2 separate regions of the Ovis aries genome follow, and region 2 is linked to region 1. The links are chromatin contacts, called in public Hi-C maps. All regions are on one chromosome and are shown on one strand. Each heading gives the region's core, a stretch centred on a gene start, on an enhancer-like site or on the middle of the called end of the contact. The rest is flanking DNA. Distances are from core to core; before and after follow the strand shown. Region 1 holds the start of TIMP3 (TIMP metallopeptidase inhibitor 3). Region 2 overlaps SYN3 (synapsin III).

The links. A called contact is a pair of places that touch in the nucleus more often than the background predicts.
Region 2: a Hi-C map of liver shows a contact between it and region 1, with 2.2 times the contacts expected there. The contact joins the enhancer-like site here to the promoter of TIMP3 in region 1. A contact is called at or near these places in 3 of 16 Hi-C or Micro-C datasets (hypothalamus, liver and tail adipose tissue).

Annotation. Positions count from the first base shown.
Region 1 is chr3:176,990,025-176,994,130 of ARS-UI_Ramb_v3.0, forward strand. It overlaps TIMP3 (TIMP metallopeptidase inhibitor 3), which reads left to right and starts at 1,510. Exons shown (of 5, transcript NM_001166187.1): 1 at 1,510-1,630. The coding sequence starts at 1,510. The region is part of intron 6 of SYN3 (synapsin III); the gene reads right to left.
Region 2 is chr3:177,023,937-177,028,416 of ARS-UI_Ramb_v3.0, forward strand. All of the region lies in intron 6 of SYN3 (synapsin III), which reads right to left. All of the region lies in intron 1 of TIMP3 (TIMP metallopeptidase inhibitor 3), which reads left to right. Among named protein-coding and RNA genes, the nearest start is that of TIMP3, 35 kb to the left of the region's middle. Within about 2 kb of position 1,710, at least 6 of the 54 cell types and tissues checked have an H3K27ac peak or open chromatin away from gene starts, as enhancers often do. A contact at or near this core is called in liver, where this site is marked.

The sequences.
Region 1 (4,106 bases), core at 260-2,759:
GGAAAGTGTGAATAACACTTTGTGTTTTTCCTATCTAAAAGGATCATTGTGAGATGTAATGAGGTGAAGTATGGAAAATATTAATATAAGGCAGGCTCAAGAGGTTACTGAATAAGAAAAATAGTCATAGTATCAGTTTTTTAGCAGATATCCATTGTTCCTCATGTTCTTGAATCCTGGATAGTTCTTCAGGATCTAGTTTCATTTCCGGTTGGAATTAGTTCACCTCTAATTCCTCGCTGAAGGATGGAGACTTGTCTGCCCTCGGTGGGGTTACCATTTCCTCGTGCCCTAACTTACTGTTTTTCGAGTAAGCCTAGGGACTTTGCACTTGCTGTTATCTCCTCCCAGCTGCCAAAGGGCTGAGGCTTCTTGTTCACAGCCAGGCTGTCACCTTCTCAGCCATTTTGCTTATTATCCCGTAGACAGCAGCGCCCTCCGCAGTATTTCTAACCCATCATTCATCATTCAGGGCACTATTACCTTAGTAAATCACCCTATGTACTCATGTATCTTCTAATGTATTGCCTACTAGTTCCATGGGAACAAAGAGTTCGTTTTGCTCATCCCAGAATCCAGAACGATGTCTGTTGAATGGCCTCATGATTTACTCCGGCTGAGCCCGGGAAACAACCTTTCGTTACAGTCAGTTCCAAAAGGCAAACGACTTCTTCCTACTGAGCAGGAAAGTCTGGAGCAGCGATACGCTGAGGGATAGGGGATTTGTCAGCAACCTGGTTCTTTCCCCTCTGACCCGGCTCTCTCCAGAGAAGGCACAGTTAGCCTTTATTTATCCTTTCCACCAGGCGCAGTCAAGGTCCCCAAGGCAAGGCCACCTCTGACCTGCCAAAGGGGTTGGTGCTGGGGTGAGCGGTAGTTGATTTTGGTTTGAGTCAGAGGCGCCCAGAGGGCGGGGTGGGCGTATGGCGGGTTTGCAGGCGAGGAGGGCAAGGGGGCGCCGCTCCGAGGGCCCCTGCGCCAGCGCGTAGCAGGGGCGCGTTCAGCCCACCCACTCGCGTGCCCACAGCTGTATTATTCCCTAAAAGGACCTGAACGGGACGGGCGGCCCCGCCCCGTCGCCCCGCGCCCCCGGCCCCGCCCCCTTTTTGGAGGGCCGATGAGGTAATGCGGCTCTGCTATTGGTCGGAGTCGGCGGGCCCCGCGCGCTCGAGAGGGGGTGCCCGGGGGGACCCGCGCTATATCACTCGGCCGCGGGGCTGCGGCGCAGAGCGGGCAGCGGGCGGACGCTCGGACAGCTTCTCCTCCTTCTGCTCCCTCAGCTCCTGCTCCTCCGCCCAGAGAGACTGCCCACCCGCCCAGTCCTGCGCCAGCGCCGAGGCAGCTCCGTCGCACTCCATCCCGTCCCGCCGGGCACTCGGAGGGCGGCGCGCTCCAAGCCAAAGTTGCCCCCCACAGGCGGGCGGGCGAGCGCAGGCTGCAGCGACCCGGCCCGTGGCGCGCAAGGCAACTTTGTAGACGCGAGCAGCAGCCCCAGCAACGGCAGCGGCGATGACTCCCTGGCTCGGGCTCGTCGTGCTCCTGGGCAGCTGGAGCCTGGGGGACTGGGGCGCTGAGGCGTGCACGTGCTCGCCCAGCCACCCCCAGGACGCGTTCTGCAACTCAGACATCGGTAAGCGCTCCCGGGGTCCCTGCCGGAGCCCCCGCGGTGACCGTTCGCTCGCGCGCTGCAGCCGGGACTCCGGCGCTGCTATGGGTGGCCTCGCCAACCCCCAATCCTTTCCATTGCCTGGGCTTGGGGGGAGGTCGTGGAGGTAGATTCTGAGGTATGCTTCAGCATGACCGAGGTGGGTAGACGCAGAGAAACCCACCGAGGCCGAGTGAACTCTTTGTAGCCATGGTCTTTTAGGGCGTGAGGTCCTTACTGGTCTTTTTGACATCTGGAAAATTCCCCTTTTCACTATCACCGGAGAACTGTCTGGGGAAGAAAGATGGGGAGAGCATTTCTAAAACTTGTAATGCCAACTAAAGTGCTGGGATGATGATGAGTTTAAAAAATAAAAATTAAAAAGAAAAAGTTGCCAGTCATGTGCAGGGGAAAGTTGCAGGAGAAACTTGTAGTTTTCTGAGTTTTCACCATCTCCCCACTATGTTCATTCTTTTCACCAAGACCCAACTCAGCCTCACAATCCCTGGGCAAGTGCTAACTGAGCTTCTTGGACTGCCAAGTTTGGGTGGATTTAAGGGGGGAAATAAGAAGGAATCTGTGGGGTTGACCCTCCCCGAAGGAACTGTATTTGAAAGTGTTGATAGCAAGCAGGAGGTGGCGTGTGTGAGGGATCACTTATCACATAGCTGTGAGAATTCACAGGAAGGCTTTTTTTTTCCTTGAATGTGTGTGGGGTGGGGGGAGACACGGCAGTGGAAAACAGGTTTGTTACCAAAAGAACAAAGATGCCAAGGGTCACATCATGGTGACTATTCCAAATCGGACTTAGTGTCTTGATTAGAGACAAGGGCCTTTAGAGTCCTGGGAGAACTTGTTTCAGAGTGTTCGGGACACTTGTGCTTGGATGGCCAGAGGGGGAGCAGCAGCTGGAAAACATCTCTCCTCTCCTTTCCAGCTCATAAAGCTTGCAAGTCTAGTGGCCCTTGCTCTGTGTGTGTGTGTAAATGCGGGCGGGGGGTGGGGTACAACACAGTCTAGTCACCCTCTGCCTGTGTCCATTCAGAGGTGAAGAATGGAGCGTGTGTGTTTTAAGCACAGTCATAAAGAGGAAAAGAAATTTTCCACTGGGTCCTGGGTGAGGGCCTCCACAAGTGTGCTGCAGGGGAGGAGGGGGAGGAGGCAGGAACCTGGCAGGGGAGGCAGCTGAGGCTGGGAGGGGTGCTGCTGGTGGGCCTGGCAAGCCTAGGAGATGTGAGGGAGGTGGCTGTGGTGACTGGGTCAGTCTGGCTGGCAGGCAGGAGTATTTGTGTGACCTAGGGTCACCCACATTAGTGGCTTCCTGGGGTCCTTGCTGTGCCCCTTTCCTTCTCCTGGGGGAATCTGACTGGCCCCTGGGTTTGTGGATTGCAGGGAAGGATTCTTCGGGGCTGCCAGAGGCCTGCAAGGTTTTCTTCTCCCTTGACTGCCCCCACCCAAATTCCACTTGGCCTGTCCCTCCTCACCCTCTGGGTGTCATTCCCACCTAACTGATGCTGGCAGCTACTGCTGGGGGTGGCGGCTCTGGTCCTCTCAGTGAAGAGCACATACTTGGGTCCAGGCATCAGGTGGAGTCAGGGCGTCGTCCTCTACCTGACAGTGGTTTGGGCGTGTTCACTTGGATTTCCGATGTGTGTGGAGAGGGAGACCTCATGCCTTCCCCTTGCCCTTGGCTTTTAGGTTTCTACCCTGGAAGTTCGCCAGGGGACAGTGGAAACAGGAGCAAGGAGACCACTTCCGATAGTGGCCCCGCCTAACCACTGCTTAGGTTTCCTGCTATGTGTCTGGGACTGATACAGAAAGTTTCTTGTAATTTCTCTGGATTTTAGTAAGAAATCTTCCCACAACCCCCTCTTCAATTGACTGCCCAGAGAAAAGCGAAGTTACCAGGAAATACCAAAAGGCAAGAACATTGTGGTAGCAAAAACGAAAAAGAAACAAAAAGACCTCGGTGCTGCTGGCCCGGATCCAAAGCTGTGCTGCCTTGGTTGGCGCACTGCACTAGTGGCAGGGATGAGATAATGCTTTTTATGGGAGGTGTGGATGCGGGCTGCTGGCTTGTTGACCTCCACTGCCTTACAGCACCCTGCAGGCGGCCAGTAGGTGGCTCCCAGTACTCCTAGCTCACAGCTCCTCTTCTGGTTCCCAGTCTGGGCTGATGCCTGCCTGTTCTCTCCCTGAAGGAAATGTGTAGACGCTCCCATTCCCCTTGACACCCCTATGACCCTACCAGTCAATACTATAGTCTTTAAAAGATTCTCACGCCAGCCCACTAGCTTCCTCTTTCAGAACCTTCCTGGCTCTTTTCATGGCTGGGTGCCACATTGCCAGGCAAAGCCCCTCTCTAAGGAATCCCCCCATGGGCTTCCATCTCCTTCCTCCTCATCCACAAGTGTCTCTTCTTGCCTTCCCCCCACCACCACCCCTCCCCCGCCGAAGACCT
Region 2 (4,480 bases), core at 460-2,959, 34 kb after region 1:
GAAGGTCTTATGCAAAGGGAATGACACTACCTGAGGCCTTGCAGCTGAGCAGGGTTAGACCAGGGCTATTGATGAGGTATCCAGAAAAGTTTGCTTATTCCTCCTTCCCACTTTTCCTAGTCCTCAAACCAGTGTTCCTGTCCCCCAAACCATAAGGCTTTAGGAAGTTAACTCTGTTTGGGGAAGTTAACCCCACCTCCAAGTTCTCAGCATCTTGTCTTATATATAAGTCCTTCTCTGATAAGTCAGCCTTAAGGATTTTCATTTTCTCTGCATTTCTGATGCATCTGACTTCCTGGGTGAATATCCAGATTTGTACAATGTCAGGTTGTAGGAAGGTGGCTGAGCTTTTCTGTTAGGTGTATGTGGATTGAATTCCTAGCCATATGACCTCTGAAAAATTTCTTATCTCTCCTGAGTCATGTTTTCTTTATTGACCCAGTAGAAATCATACTGTATATCTTGCAAGTTAGTTTTAAGGATTAGATATAACATTTGTAAGGTTTTATTTCCTATGTGTTTCCACCTGGGACACAGTGCTTGGCAAGTTGTAGTCACTCAAGAAATACTTATTGAATGAACAAGAGGGTCAAGCACTGTTCAAAGGGTAGGTGGTCTTATTCTTTACCGCTGACACCCCTCCCAATCACACTGTTAGGCCAGGGCAGGTTGTTCAAAGATATCAAGGATAGACTGTGTAATCCTGCTGTTACCCACTTTGACCAAAGAGGGCAGCAGTTAACATTCTCTACTTAACTCTTCTTAAAACTGAGATTGGCCTCCTTAAAAGGCACATAGATCTTATCTCTAGCCATTTTTTCTATTCCCTGCGCTTTAGCTGTCCCTAATCACTGTCTTGGAGCATGAAGAGGTATAGCCTAGTCCTTCTCACACCTGATTTGGTCTGAGGGTCTTCCCCCTGGGTTCTGGGGTGAGCTGAGGGTGTGGAGGAAAGATTCTGAGTGAACTGGGACAAGGGCACACGTGCTTTCAGTGCCACCCTCCAAGCTGTGTCCATCTGGGTCCACAATCTTTCTGGCTGAAGTTAGGGAAGCTGAAGAGAGCAAGGAGAAGCCGTGACTGTTTTACAATCTACTCAACGAGTAAGGTATAAAAGCACCAGGGTCTTCTCGGCATCTGTGCTGTATAGTCCCCAGAGATGGAGCAGAGAGCAGACAGTGCTGTTTCTTGAAACCACAACAAAGTCTTCTGCCCACCTCTGATGCATTTTGGGGGCAGATTCGCTGTCTGCAAAGAGCCATCTGCAGGTCTGGTGTGCAAACAAGGGCAGTCCCTTGGCTTTCTTGCTCCAGGACCTATCCTGGAGTCGCCCAGTTCTCCTAGCAAACACATCCCAATTAGTAGGAAAGTAAGATAAATACTGTAGACAACTCCTGAGATGTTGCCAGCTGTTCTGGTCTCACAAAGTGACCTGACCTGAGAGCTCCAAGTTCTGAGAACCATTCGTCGGCACGGTATTTTTCTGGGCATTGCTTCAAAGGGGCCATAGTTGAAGACCAGGCTGCTATTCTGGTAGCCTCTTGTGTGGTATAAAGTTTCCCATGGGCCCCTGGGGAGGGCTGGAGTACTTGGTGGGTGGGGGGTGTTCTGTGCACCCCTCACCCATGTGCCTGCATGACAGTGAGCAGGTCAGCACCTCTGAACTGAGTGGGATAGAACCTTCCAGAGGCTGGTGTGCATTCTGGACTCTGGGACACACTGGAGCTGAGCCTGACAAAACACCCTGGAAAACTCCCAGAAGAGGTTAATGGGCTGGCAAGGAGGGTGTGGGGCAGACAGATTCATTAAATTTTAACCTTGAAGATCACAGATAGGATGTGAACTGGAATGGGCTCACTGGTGAGTCTGATGCTTAGTGGGGCAAGCAAGGCTTAGTCTTGTTTCTAGGTCTTTCTTGAGGCTCTGGCACCTACTCATTTAGGCCCATGTTATCATGAGGTCTGCTGGCAGGACAAAGTAATACGTCTTCATCACTGCCCTCAAAGAGTGAAAACCCATCTGAGAAATGATATTGCCATGTACTGGAACAAGGCTCCCCTCCCCCACAAGCCACGTCCCTGCCTACCTCTTGGATTTCACTGTCCCCTGCCCCTTGTCTCACATTCTGCTTTCTGTCACTGTAATGGGCTGGGCTCTCCTGCCTCCAGGCCTTTGCCTCTGGCTGCACCTCTACCTGAAGACCTTTTCCTTTTCTTTCTCTTGGCTGACTTGTGGTGACTTCTTAGATGCCAGCTCAGGCAGGATGCCTTCCCCAGACATATTCATAGCACCACCAGGGCTGGATTCAAGGCTGACTCACTTGGGGAGTGAGGACCAACTTCAAAGGGAGATGGTGCTAGTGTGATCTGGGTTTCTAGGAGGCCAGTGAGTCAACTACCTCGAAGTGTTCACCAAGCATGATTAGGATCACTGAGGCTCTTGCTCTGCAAAGCATGGTCAGAAGGGGACTGTCGGCACCCCAAGCATGAAAGTATGCCTCACTTGGCCGGGTGTGTCTGCTGCACGCCCCCATGGCTCTCTGACTAGGACCACCTGGCTTCTCATCTCACAAGATAGAAGTAAGCTTCCATGACATAGGGGCTTCCTCTCCCTGCAGACTGCAGAACCCCAGGCACAGCACAGGACCCGAGGCATGTAGTCCCTCAAATAAATCTGAATGAACAGCATGAGTGAATGAATTAATTCCAATCATTCATAATAAAGGAAGAGGAGGAAGAGGAGAGAGAAGGGGACAAAGGAGGAGGACCTCCATTAGGATGCCAGGCCTTGGGTCTGTCATCTGTGGGTGGAGTCTGGGTGCTGACCCTCTCCAGAGACGTGTTAACCAGTGTCTCCTGTATCAGGACCCTGTGACTCACCTCTTCAGATGTGAATCTTCAATATTTGGGGATCAGAGTCTCATTGTGGCTTCTTGGATCACACTTTCCCTGCACCCCTCTTCTTATCTGGGTGACCCTCAGGGACTCTGGACCCCACACTCCAACAGCCTAAACATGAACCCATCCCCATCTCCCCTTTTTGCATTACCTTTGATTCCCTCCTGCAGTGTCATCCATTCCCTTCATTCAGTAAACATTCTTAGGGGACCCTCGCCATATCCTAGGCACTGGACTTGGTGCTGGAGCCCCAGATGCAGCCCCCACTGTTCAATAATGCAGGCCAGTGAGCACCGAGAAACTGATTATTAGGAAATCTGTATGGGAAGAAAAGAAGCTGAACAGAAGACAAGAGGGACTGGTGTGGCCTGGGAAGGACAGAAGGCTTCCAGGAGGAGGTGGCATTTCAGCTGGGTGCGTTGTGCAGGAAGAAAGATTGTGTGGACAGATGCGCAGGGAGAAAGTCATCCTCACAGAGACAAGGGGCATTACAGGACAGGCCAGTGTAGTGAGGCAAATGCAATGGGGGTGATGGACGCTGCGGAGGTCAGATCTTGAGGTAGGGTCCCAGCTCTGGAAGCAGTATATACATTGTTGAGCTCCTCAAAATAATCCTGTCAATGCTGGTAAACCAGGGAGCTTTAGGATGGGATTGTTGCTGCTATGTGTTCTTGGGAGAATGAGGGGGTGAAGGATCAACCTTTCCCACTTTCTGTGCTTTGGGATATTGATACTCCTTTCCTGATTGCATTCTCAGAGCAAAAGCCTCTGTGACTCTAACTGTGCTTGGTGAGAACTTCAGGGCAGCTGGCTTACTGGCCTCCTAGAAAACCCAGATCACACAAACAGCATCTCCCTTCAGAGTTGGTCATCAAGCCCCAGGTGAGTCAGCCCTGAATTCAAGGACCAGCCAGTCCTGGGACTTTGCTCTTCCTGGGCCAAATGATCCTTATCTTTTCCCCAAGGTGGCCGTTGCCACTAGAAGAAATTGATAGTAGCTGACTTTACAAGTAGTTGGATTAGAAATGACATGTATTAATACATCTAGGCATGTGCCCAGGTAGTGACTCTTAAATTTTGCCTTTTAGAAGTTTAAAATTGAGGTCACCATTTGAAACACACGAAAGCAGGAGTGAGATGCAGATTTTGTTTGTGTTCCCTTTTCAATAACTTCTAAATTCCAGGGAACTCGACCTTTCTGGGACTGTGTTCCTTTCCTCCCTCCTCTGGCCCCTTCATCTCACATACAAAGACGTCAGCAGGGGCCCCTTTGTGTTTCCTGGCCTGCTCATGCAGAAATCCAGTGCTTACAAGGTGAGGAGAGCAAGGACCCTGCCAGCCCCCTCCGCCCCTTGCCAAGAGTCCCAGGACAGGGCATCCCCAGGACAGCCTTGCCGGCGGGGGGTAGGGGGGAGGACCTCAGGACACCGGCAGGCGCTGAGAAACAAGAGTCTGTGCAGAAAGAGGTTTTAATATCCTCTGGGTTTTAATAGCTTTCCCTGAGATGGAAACTTGGGTTGAAATGATTTGCAGCCCTCCAGATTTTTCTGAGTGTGTGTGTGTGTATTCGGGTTTATTTTTAG